2 separate regions of the Drosophila melanogaster genome follow, and region 1 is linked to region 2. Evidence: chromatin contacts called from public Hi-C data. All regions are on one chromosome and are shown on one strand. Each heading gives the region's core, a stretch centred on a gene start, on an enhancer-like site or on the middle of the called end of the contact. The rest is flanking DNA. Distances are from core to core; before and after follow the strand shown. Region 1 holds the start of CG17597. Region 2 holds the start of Grip71.

Region 1 (4,604 bases), core at 1,499-3,998, 120 kb before region 2:
CCTATTGGCCAGAGACACTCGTTCTCCTTATAACAATACATTTAAAGGTCCCAGTTTGATTTCCTTCTCAACAACTTTTTTGAAAAGTGTTTTAAAAGTGCGTAGAACAATACACACATTGATAATTACTATATATATATATACCATATATAACTTTAGGACTAAGACAGCTTACACGTTGAAGAAACAATAAAGATTCGGATCGTACAAAATTAGAAAATGCTTTTGATTAAATTAATTTGGCAAACCCCAAAAAAAAAATTAATCTTTCGATTACGAAAATAACAGTTTAATCTAGAGAAATAATACAAAAGTCGTATAAAAAGCGTATGCTGGATATATTCATATAACTAGGTTTAACAGATCCAAAGCCACCAAGATGCTGCATTGCACAAGAAGAGGAGCCTATAGCTTGGAGCGCAGCTCCTCGATCCTGCCTTGGGCGGATCGCTGCAGGTCCATCAGTTTCATGGCAAAGCCCATGTTGCCCTGGATCTTGATCTTGCCCTGGAAAAAGGCCTTCTGTGGTGGCAGCTTTCCTGTTAGCAGCTCAAAGACATCATCGTCGCTAATGATAAAGGTAACGTCACATTTTTCTGCAATAGAAAACCGAACACAGTATCAGTAATTTGCTTTATAAAGTGGAATGTGCTCACGTGTTCCATTGAAGATGATCTTTCCCTTGCCCTGCTTGGCATCAATTACCCAGAAACCGGTCTGTCCATTGGGTCCGTTGTTGACCTTAAAGCCGTAAATGGCGCGCACCTTTTCGATCAGATTGTCCTTATCCTCCTGCATGGCCTGCTCCAATAGTTTCAGCAGGGGCGCAACCTTAAAGCCATCCTCACTGGTAGCAGCCTTGCCCGCAGCGGTCAGATTGCGAACCACGCTGTTGGCAGCTGGGAAACCCAGACGATACAAGGCAACCACAACGGCACCACCCAGTCCCAGATTGTGCTGCAAAGCCAACTGAGCATTGGGCACCTGGCGCTTCTCAGCCAATCCACGGAGCTGCCAGCAGAGCTCAGCACATTGTGCCAGACCCGTGGCGCCCAGAGGATGGCCCTTCGAGATCAGACCACCACTGGGGTTGACCACGAACTTGCCACCGTAGGTGTTGTCTCCAGCGTCGATGAACTCGCCGGCGTTGCCCTCTCCACACAGTCCAAGTGCCTCATACGTGATCAACTCGTTGGCCGAGAAGCAATCGTGCAGTTCCACAACCTGGACATCCTGGGGCTTGTACCCACTCTTTGCGAACAGACGCTGGGTGGCCAGACGGGTCATATCGGTTCCAGCAATCTTCATCAAGCTCTTGTCGGCAAAGGTGGACGCCGGGTCACTGGCCATCTCCATGCCTACAATTTCGACAGCCTGCTTTTCCAATCCGTGGCGACGCACGAAGGCCTCGGAGGCGAGAATGGCAGCTCCAGATCCATCGGAAGTGGGACAACACTGCAGCTTGGTCAGCACTCCCTCCACAACCTGGGGCGACTTCATAATCTGCTCCAGGGTGTATTCATCGCGGAACTGCGAGTAGCTAAGCGGATGAAATATGTCCGAAGATTAGATAAGGCATTGCAATGATTATAGTTAACTCTTACGGATTATTGACGGAGTGCTTGTGGTTCTTCCAAGCGATCTTGCCGAAATGCTCGGGCTTAGTGCCATACTTCTTCATGTGCTCCTTGCCGGCATTGCCGAAGATCTGGGCAGCCATTGGGCCAGCTCCGATCTCGGCCAGCTCACCCATCTCGGTGATGTGACGCTCCATGGGATTGGCGCGATCAAAGTACTATTAGAGAGTAAAATATTGGATTAGTAATCGGTTTTTTAAGGAATGCAATCTTGTACCTTGGAGGACAGGGATCCACGCTCCATCTTTTCAAATCCCAAAGCCAGGACGCAATCTGCGTTTCCGCTCTCCACGATCTGCTTGGCCAAATACAAAGCACTGGATCCCGTGGAGCAGTTGTTGTTGACGTTATAGACCGGAATGCCGGTCATTCCGACCTCGTAGATGGCCCGCTGTCCGCAGGTGGAGTCTCCATAAACGTAGCCGGCCACCGCCTGCTGCACTTCCTCGTACTTGATGCCCGCATCCTGGAGAGCTTTTGTGATGGCCTCCCTAGCGAAATCCGGGTAGCACACATCAGCTTGGCGACCGGGCTTCTCGAACTGCAGAGGGAACACGAAAGCAGGGTTTTTGTTACCAGATTCTCAGAGATTGACATGGTCAGCCCAGTGTAATAAAATCCTAATCGTGCCACTCCAGGGGGCAAAGGACTGATTCTGATAGTCGTTATAATAATTATATTTATGATAATAGCATGGGGACAAAATCATTCGAGAGCAGATTAGCGTACGAAGTGCAGCGCAGTTCAAAGTCCGGCAATCGCTTAAGATTGCTCAATATTAAAGCTAATTGCAAGTTACCAAAGCTGCTCTTTGAATTCTTTGTCTTGGTTTTGTTTATGTTTATCCTCTCAGATGGCTAATTCGTGGAACACACACCTTGGTCATGCCCACACCGACAACGTACACACGGGTCTTCGACATTTTGCAGCTACAGGATCGCGAGTAAAACAGGTAATACCACAACTAGTGCTCAAGAGCAATTAACTAAATGTTAAAATGAATGGCGATTGTTGGCGATATTAGGAGGCTTAAGCCTTCATACGACTGAACCTATCGGGCTATCGATACCGATTTCCACAGGGTGACCACATTGCCATAACAAAAAATTTAGGGAAGCGAATATTCAAGTACGCGCCCTGCGTACATATGTGCAGCCCTGAATAAAGTGAATGCAGTTTATTTTTTTTATACAAATAAATATCTATAAGAAATTGAAATAGCCATAAAAACCAAGTCAATGGAAAAATTCGACCATTAAATGAGTTATTTTTTGCAACGCTCATGGCCTCTTATTTGAGTCCACAGTTTTGGAGGCATTGAAAAATATCAAAGCGGTGTATCATAGCTGGTAGCCCTGTTGATAGTGCTGTCATATTTAGCGCTTTTAAACTTATAAACAAACAAGGAAAGTGCTCTTATAAGCATTATTACATTATTATTAGACTTTCTAAAAGATAGAGATTCCCACCAAATGCTTATGTTGTATGCACGTTTCTCGTTTACAGATGCATATTTATGAACTGCATAGAAGGTGAACAACAAATTTAACGGGAAACAAGCTGAACCGACAGATCTAGCCTTATCATATCTATCGTATATAAGTCCGCAACCTGTTGATCCACTTCAGTCGATACAGAAAGTCCAATCCGTGATCCCGCAAAGAACCAACAGCCGAAAAATGACCAAGACCAGAGTTTACGTTATCGGAGTTGGCATGACCAAGGTTCGTCTGCGAATGATTGACCTTTGTGCCGCCTTGGGTGTTAATATCTATCCGACCATCTCCTTCCAATTTCCTGCAGTTTGAGAAGCCCGGTCGCCGAGCTGATGCTTGCTACCCGGACTTCGCCAAAGAAGCCATCACCAAAGCTCTCCAGGATGCGGGAATCAAGTTCGAGGAAGTGCAGCAGGCGGTGGCCGGCTACGTTTATGGAGACTCCACCTGCGGACAGCGGGCCATCTACGAGGTCGGAATGACCGGCATTCCGGTCTATAACGTGAACAACAACTGCTCCACGGGATCCAGCGCACTGTATTTGGCCAAGCAGATCGTAGAGAGCGGAAACTCCGAATGCGTCCTGGCTCTGGGATTCGAAAAGATGGAGCGTGGATCATTGTCCGCAAAGGTACACGAGTCCACTTCTAAAAAATCCAATTACTGATCCATTATTTGCTCTTCTAATAGTACTTTGATCGCGCAAATCCCATGGAGCGCCACATCACCGAGATGAGTGAGCTGACCGAGATCGGGGCTGGTCCAATGGCTGCCCAGATCTTCGGCAACGCCGGCAAGGAGCACATGAAGAAGTATGGCACTAAGCCCGAGCATTTCGGCAAGATCGCTTGGAAGAACCACAAGCACTCCGTCAATAATCCGTAAGTTTAGTCGAAAGTTCACCTTACGCGTGTGCTTATCTTATCGCTGAAAACAGAGAAATAAGTAGACCGTAGACCGTCAACCACTCGGTATTGCATGCAGCTGATCCTCATTCACGCCACTTCATTTCTCTCCATTGTTTCTTTTAGCTACTCGCAGTTCCGCGATGAATACACCCTGGAGCAGATTATGAAGTCGCCCCAGGTTGTGGAGGGAGTGCTGACCAAGCTGCAGTGCTGTCCCACTTCCGATGGATCTGGAGCTGCCATTCTCGCCTCCGAGGCCTTCGTGCGTCGCCACGGATTGGAAAAGCAGGCTGTGGAGATTGTGGGCATGGAGATGGCCAGTGACCCGGCGTCCACCTTTGCCGACAAGAGCTTGATGAAGATTGCTGGAACCGATATGACCCGTCTGGCCACCGAGCGTCTGTTCGCCAAGAGTGGGTACAAGCCCCAGGATGTCCAGGTGGTGGAACTGCACGATTGCTTCTCGGCCAACGAGTTGATCACGTATGAGGCACTTGGACTGTGTGGAGAGGGCAAGGCCGGCGAGTTCATCGACGCTGGAGACAACACCTACGGTGGCAAGT
Region 2 (4,773 bases), core at 989-3,488:
ATTAATTATTAACATGTCTCCCCCTCGTTTTACTCTCCGCATGATTCAGTTTGCTCCTGCTCCTGGTAAAACTTCAATTTGGCCTTTAACATTTCGTTTTCATTTTGTAGGCGCGAGAACTCGCGCATGAAGCTATCTCCTTGAAGTAGTAAAGCCAGGGCGTCCCGGATCTCCCTTGTGTTTTCCACCTGCTGGTCCATGTAGTTGGTCATCTTATTAGCCAATAGCCGCTGATTAGAGAAGGTAACGTACTCCAATTCGCGCTCCACCTTCTCGCAGCGCTGGTCTACAAAATCTCTTAGCTCGCTGAATTCCTTGCGCCAATCTGCATCCATTTGGGCGGAAAGTCCGCTTGACGATTTGGCCAGCAACTGCTGAGGCTTCAAGAGAGGATTTGAGGATTGTGGTGTGATGTTAGCATGGTGCGGGGTACTGTTTCGACTGGCCGAAAGCAAGCGCAGACGGCGTTTCATTTCTGCGTCAACCGGCGGGGGATTCTCTTTGTCGCTGCCGCCTCCTGTGCTGCTGGCCACGGAAATGTTGGCAGACTGCTCCTCGCAGAGCTCGTCCGTCTCGGCAATCTTCATCAGCTTTCCGTCTCCGGAAATGTTGCTCCGATCCTTCAGTGGGCCGCTTAAGGTCTCTGCAAGTAATAAGCTTATTATAACTAAAAAATAATAATCTCTACAGTAACTTGCGTTGCAGTGACTCCGTGGTGGAGCTGTTGACGGAGTTATCCACCGAGCTTGGGCCAGACGCCACTGGAGGACAAAGACTTTGACGATTGGCAGTTTCATAAGGTTGCGGTTTTCGGTTGAGCGTCTCCCAGTCAAAACTATCTCTGTAAGAGGCGCCCAAGCGGGTCGACATGCGATCCACAGCTCTTGGACCTTGGGCATCCAGGAACTCGCAAAAGGAATCCCGGCGAACTATGGTAGGTGTTGACACCCCGTAACCAAGACTGGTCAGCTGGTTTTGGGTGCTCAACAAATTAGCGGCAATCGATTTACGCAACTCATCGCTGGGCGCACGCTCTACACGAGGAGCTTCGGTCGCCAAACCAGTTGCATTTTCGGAGCTGTTGAGGCTACCGTTCTGCTGGTTATCCCCACTTGGCACGGGCACAAAGGCTACACGTGTTACAGCCGCATCATGTACACTCCTCACGGCCAACGGAGCCTTTGTACTCCTCATATCATAGGCTATTAATTCGCCCTTAAGGTTTCCAGCACAAAGATAAGTGCCACATTCACTCAGCGCCACCGTCGATAGTGGATGCGAGTAGGTCAAGCGATCCGTAGAGGCCTGAGCACGATTTCGTCGAATGTCGAAGATATTTATCTTGCAATCGTAGCCCACGCTGACCAGCAGTGCCGGTTGGGATGTGCACATACTGATGTCCCGGCAGGGAGCACTGTGGGCTTCGCTGGCATGAAAAATCTTTCGCATTCCCTGCACATCATAGACAGTCACGGCTCCTTTATAGGAAGCGATCGACAGATGAAAGCGTTTGCTCGGATGAAAGCGCACAAGAGTAGAGCTGATATTAACAGGATAGCGAAAGATCAATGCAATCCTTTAACAAGCAAGCCTTTAACTTACTCGCCATCTATGGTGAAGGTGTTGGTCTTCTGTTTGGTCTTGGTACCCAAGATACTGATGTCCCCGCCATCGCGCACGGCGGCTATATACTCGTCCGTGTTGTTGTAGTCCATGTAGAGGACAGTACTCCTTTGCGGGTCCGCCGGAAAACGATGGATGAGCTGTGCCGTCCGAAAGTTGTATAGCTTAACACAACCGCTCTGACCCACAGCGATCTCTTCCAGGGATTGCTTGGCGCACGCCACACAGAAGGCATTGTCGATGGTGAGCTTACGGACTCGTTGAATCTCGGGCGCTGTGAAATGGGAAGTTAATTACATACGTGGGATTTGGGGATCCGCACCTCTCTCTTACTCTTGCCATCCTTCTCCTTTATTCGCATCACGGCCAAGCCCGCCATTTTATCCACCTCCACGAAGACCCGGCGTTGGCCGTTGAACTGAAAGTCCGTGGGCTCTGCGTTCTGGTGCACATACTCAGACTTTGTCTCCAGATCCGCGAAGTCGGAGAGCACGGTTTTTTTAGACGTGGAAATAACATGCATTTTGATTTATTTCTTCAGATATTTACACAATTCAAATTTGAGTGCTTTTGTTCGGACTGATTTAAGAATGTGCCCGCTGCTTTATTACCTGAAAATTCCAAAGCTCGTCCGTCGATTTTCCAAGTGATGTTAGACAAATATGCTGATTCCACTACACATTGTCCTTATCTAACACCTTTGAATTATATATCAATATTGCTTTTAATCTTTTTCTGTGTTTTACCACGCCAGGCATAGAGATCAAATAAATAATAAAAATAATTTTTTAAAAAGCGAACACAAATTGTTTGTTTGCCGCTGGATTTCGCAGTGAGAACGCGTCGGCCTGCGCGGTCACACTAGTCATTCACAACCAAATTCATCGGATCATTGGCAGAAAGGCAAGAAGAAGAGCAAGCAATCACCTGCGAAAAAGAAATAAATTGCCGAGAAATGTTAAAGACGTTGTAGTGCGGCAATTTGGCGTGCGTTGAAATGACTCCTGGCGACCAGTAGAAGCATTTAGTGACCACGCTACTCATCCCCCGTCCCCCGCCGCAGCGGCTGAGCCACTGGACAAAGGCCAGCTTACAACAAAAACAACACCAGGGAGACAGTCACGGGCCATTGGCACCCACACAAGCACACACACGCACGCACTGCGTAAAAGCAAACAACAACGATAACAACTGGGAACGGAGGCCTTCAACTGCAGGAAAGATGGAAGCTGATGGACTGACCAACGAACAGACGGAGAAGGTCCTCCAGTTCCAGGATCTCACCGGCATCGAGGATATGAACGTCTGCCGCGACGTCCTAATCAGACACCAATGGGATCTCGAGGTATGCATATGTTTATATGCCCACACAGTGAATGTCAAAATAACAGGGTCACGTAGTCTTGCAGTCTTGCATACAGTGGTGGCTGCAAGAATACTACTACCAACAAGTTTTGTACATATATATTATCTGACGACTAAAGATAGTAATCATTTTATTCTAAATTCTTTTTAAATTTGTTTTTTACAATTTTGCGTTGGGCGCCCTGCTATACTAAATACCAGCTTATTTACCCTTTTTCATATCTACATATGCAGGTGGCCTTCCAGGAGCAGCTAAATATCCGCGAGGGGCGTCCGACCATGTTCGCCGCCTCTACAGATGTCCGAGCGCCCGCTGTCCTTAACGATCGCTTCCTGCAGCAGGTGTTTTCCGCCAACATGCCTGGCGGAAGGACGGTTAGCCGGGTGCCCAGTGGCCCCGTTCCCCGCAGCTTCACCGGCATCATTGGATATGTGATTAACTTCGTGTTTCAGTACTTCTACTCCACGCTGACGAGCATCGTCAGTGCGTTTGTGAACCTGGGCGGAGGAAACGAAGCCCGCTTGGTGACAGATCCACTGGGGGATGTGATGAAGTTTATTAGGGAATACTACGAAAGGTATCCCGAGCACCCGGTCTTCTATCAGGGCACATATGCCCAGGCCCTTAACGATGCTAAGCAGGAGCTGCGTTTTCTAATCGTTTACCTGCACAAGGATCCCGCCAAGAACCCAGATGTGGAATCCTTCTGCCGCAACACACTGTCGGCGAGATCGGTCATTGACTACATTAACACACACACCCTGTTATGGGGATGCGACGTAGCCACGCCGGAGGGCTACCGGGTGATGCAGTCGATAACGGTGCGCAGCTACCCAACGATGGTGATGATCAGCCTTCGAGCAAATCGCATGATGATCGTCGGACGTTTCGAGGGGGATTGCACGCCCGAAGAGCTGCTCCGTCGCCTCCAGTCGGTGACGAACGCCAACGAGGTGTGGCTGAGTCAAGCGCGTGCAGATCGCTTAGAGCGGAATTTTACACAGACTTTAAGAAGACAGCAGGACGAGGCATACGAGCAGAGTTTGCTTGCGGACGAGGAGAAGGAGCGTCAGCGGCAAAGGGAGCGGGATGCCGTCCGGCAGGCGGAGGAGGCTGTGGAACAAGCTCGACGCGATGTCGAGCTTCGCAAGGAGGAGATTGCCCGGCAAAAGATCGAGCTGGCCACATTGGTGCCATCCGAGCCGGCAGCGGATGCTGTCGGCGCCATTGCAGTTGTATTCAAGCTGCCCAGTGGAACACGCCTAGAGCGCCGATTTAACCAGACGGATTCGGTGCTTGTAAGTTACACAAATTTAAACTGCTAATTTGGGATTGATGATTTGATGTTATTGCAGGACGTTTATCACTATCTCTTCTGCCATCCCGATTCGCCGGATGAGTTCGAGATCACAACGAATTTCCCGAAGCGCGTGCTCTTCTCGAAAGCGAACTTGGATGCCGCTGGGGAAACAGGCACAGCCAAGGAGACGCTGACCAAAACCCTTCAGGCCGTAGGACTCAAGAACCGCGAGGTGCTGTTCGTTAACGATCTGGAAGCGTAACCAAGCACCACCTACCAAATGAAAGCATCATCGTGTTACCAGCAGCAACGCATTACCAAAACTTGAACCAAGTTTTAAGTAGTCGTAGTCAACGTCCAAGTCGGAGGATAAATAGAGAAACTATTCCTAATTTAATCATGAACATTAATATTAATAATTGTTTAACAATGTTTAGGTTGATTCTCTGATCTGCCCAACACCATCAACCAACCCGTTTCTCAA

The links. Hi-C and Micro-C count contacts between places; a contact is called where the count stands out from the background.
Region 1: a Hi-C map of the Kc167 cell line shows a contact between it and region 2, with 2.7 times the contacts expected there. The contact joins the promoter of CG17597 here to the promoter of Grip71 in region 2. A contact is called at or near these places in 18 of 107 Hi-C or Micro-C datasets (the D17-c3 cell line, the Kc167 cell line, the S2 cell line and 6 more) and 3 of 6 datasets of contacts at active chromatin or transcription factors (the Kc167 cell line and the S2 cell line).

The regions. Positions count from the first base shown.
Region 1 is chr2L:18,829,297-18,833,900 of dm6, reverse strand. CG17597 reads left to right here and starts at 2,748. Exons shown (of 5, transcript NM_001299137.1): 1 at 2,748-3,047; 2 at 3,144-3,361; 3 at 3,441-3,764; 4 at 3,824-4,014; 5 at 4,165-4,604. The coding sequence starts at 3,317. It overlaps ScpX (Sterol carrier protein X-related thiolase), which reads right to left and starts at 2,672. Exons shown (of 5, transcript NM_079976.6): 1 at 2,515-2,672; 2 at 1,855-2,178; 3 at 1,605-1,795; 4 at 657-1,540; 5 at 271-596. The coding sequence starts at 2,559. The coding sequence ends at 406. It overlaps CG10600, which reads left to right. Exons shown (of 8, transcript NM_136069.4): 8 at 1-191.
Region 2 is chr2L:18,706,311-18,711,083 of dm6, reverse strand. It overlaps Grip71, which reads right to left and starts at 2,238. Exons shown (of 4, transcript NM_136058.5): 1 at 1,957-2,238; 2 at 1,603-1,897; 3 at 699-1,540; 4 at 1-643. The coding sequence starts at 2,146. The coding sequence ends at 30. It overlaps Faf2 (Fas-associated factor 2), which reads left to right and starts at 2,485. Exons shown (of 3, transcript NM_001299128.1): 1 at 2,485-2,968; 2 at 3,223-4,287; 3 at 4,345-4,773. The coding sequence starts at 2,846. The coding sequence ends at 4,551. Irk3 (Inwardly rectifying potassium channel 3) reads left to right here. Exons shown (of 5, transcript NM_136059.4): 5 at 1-13.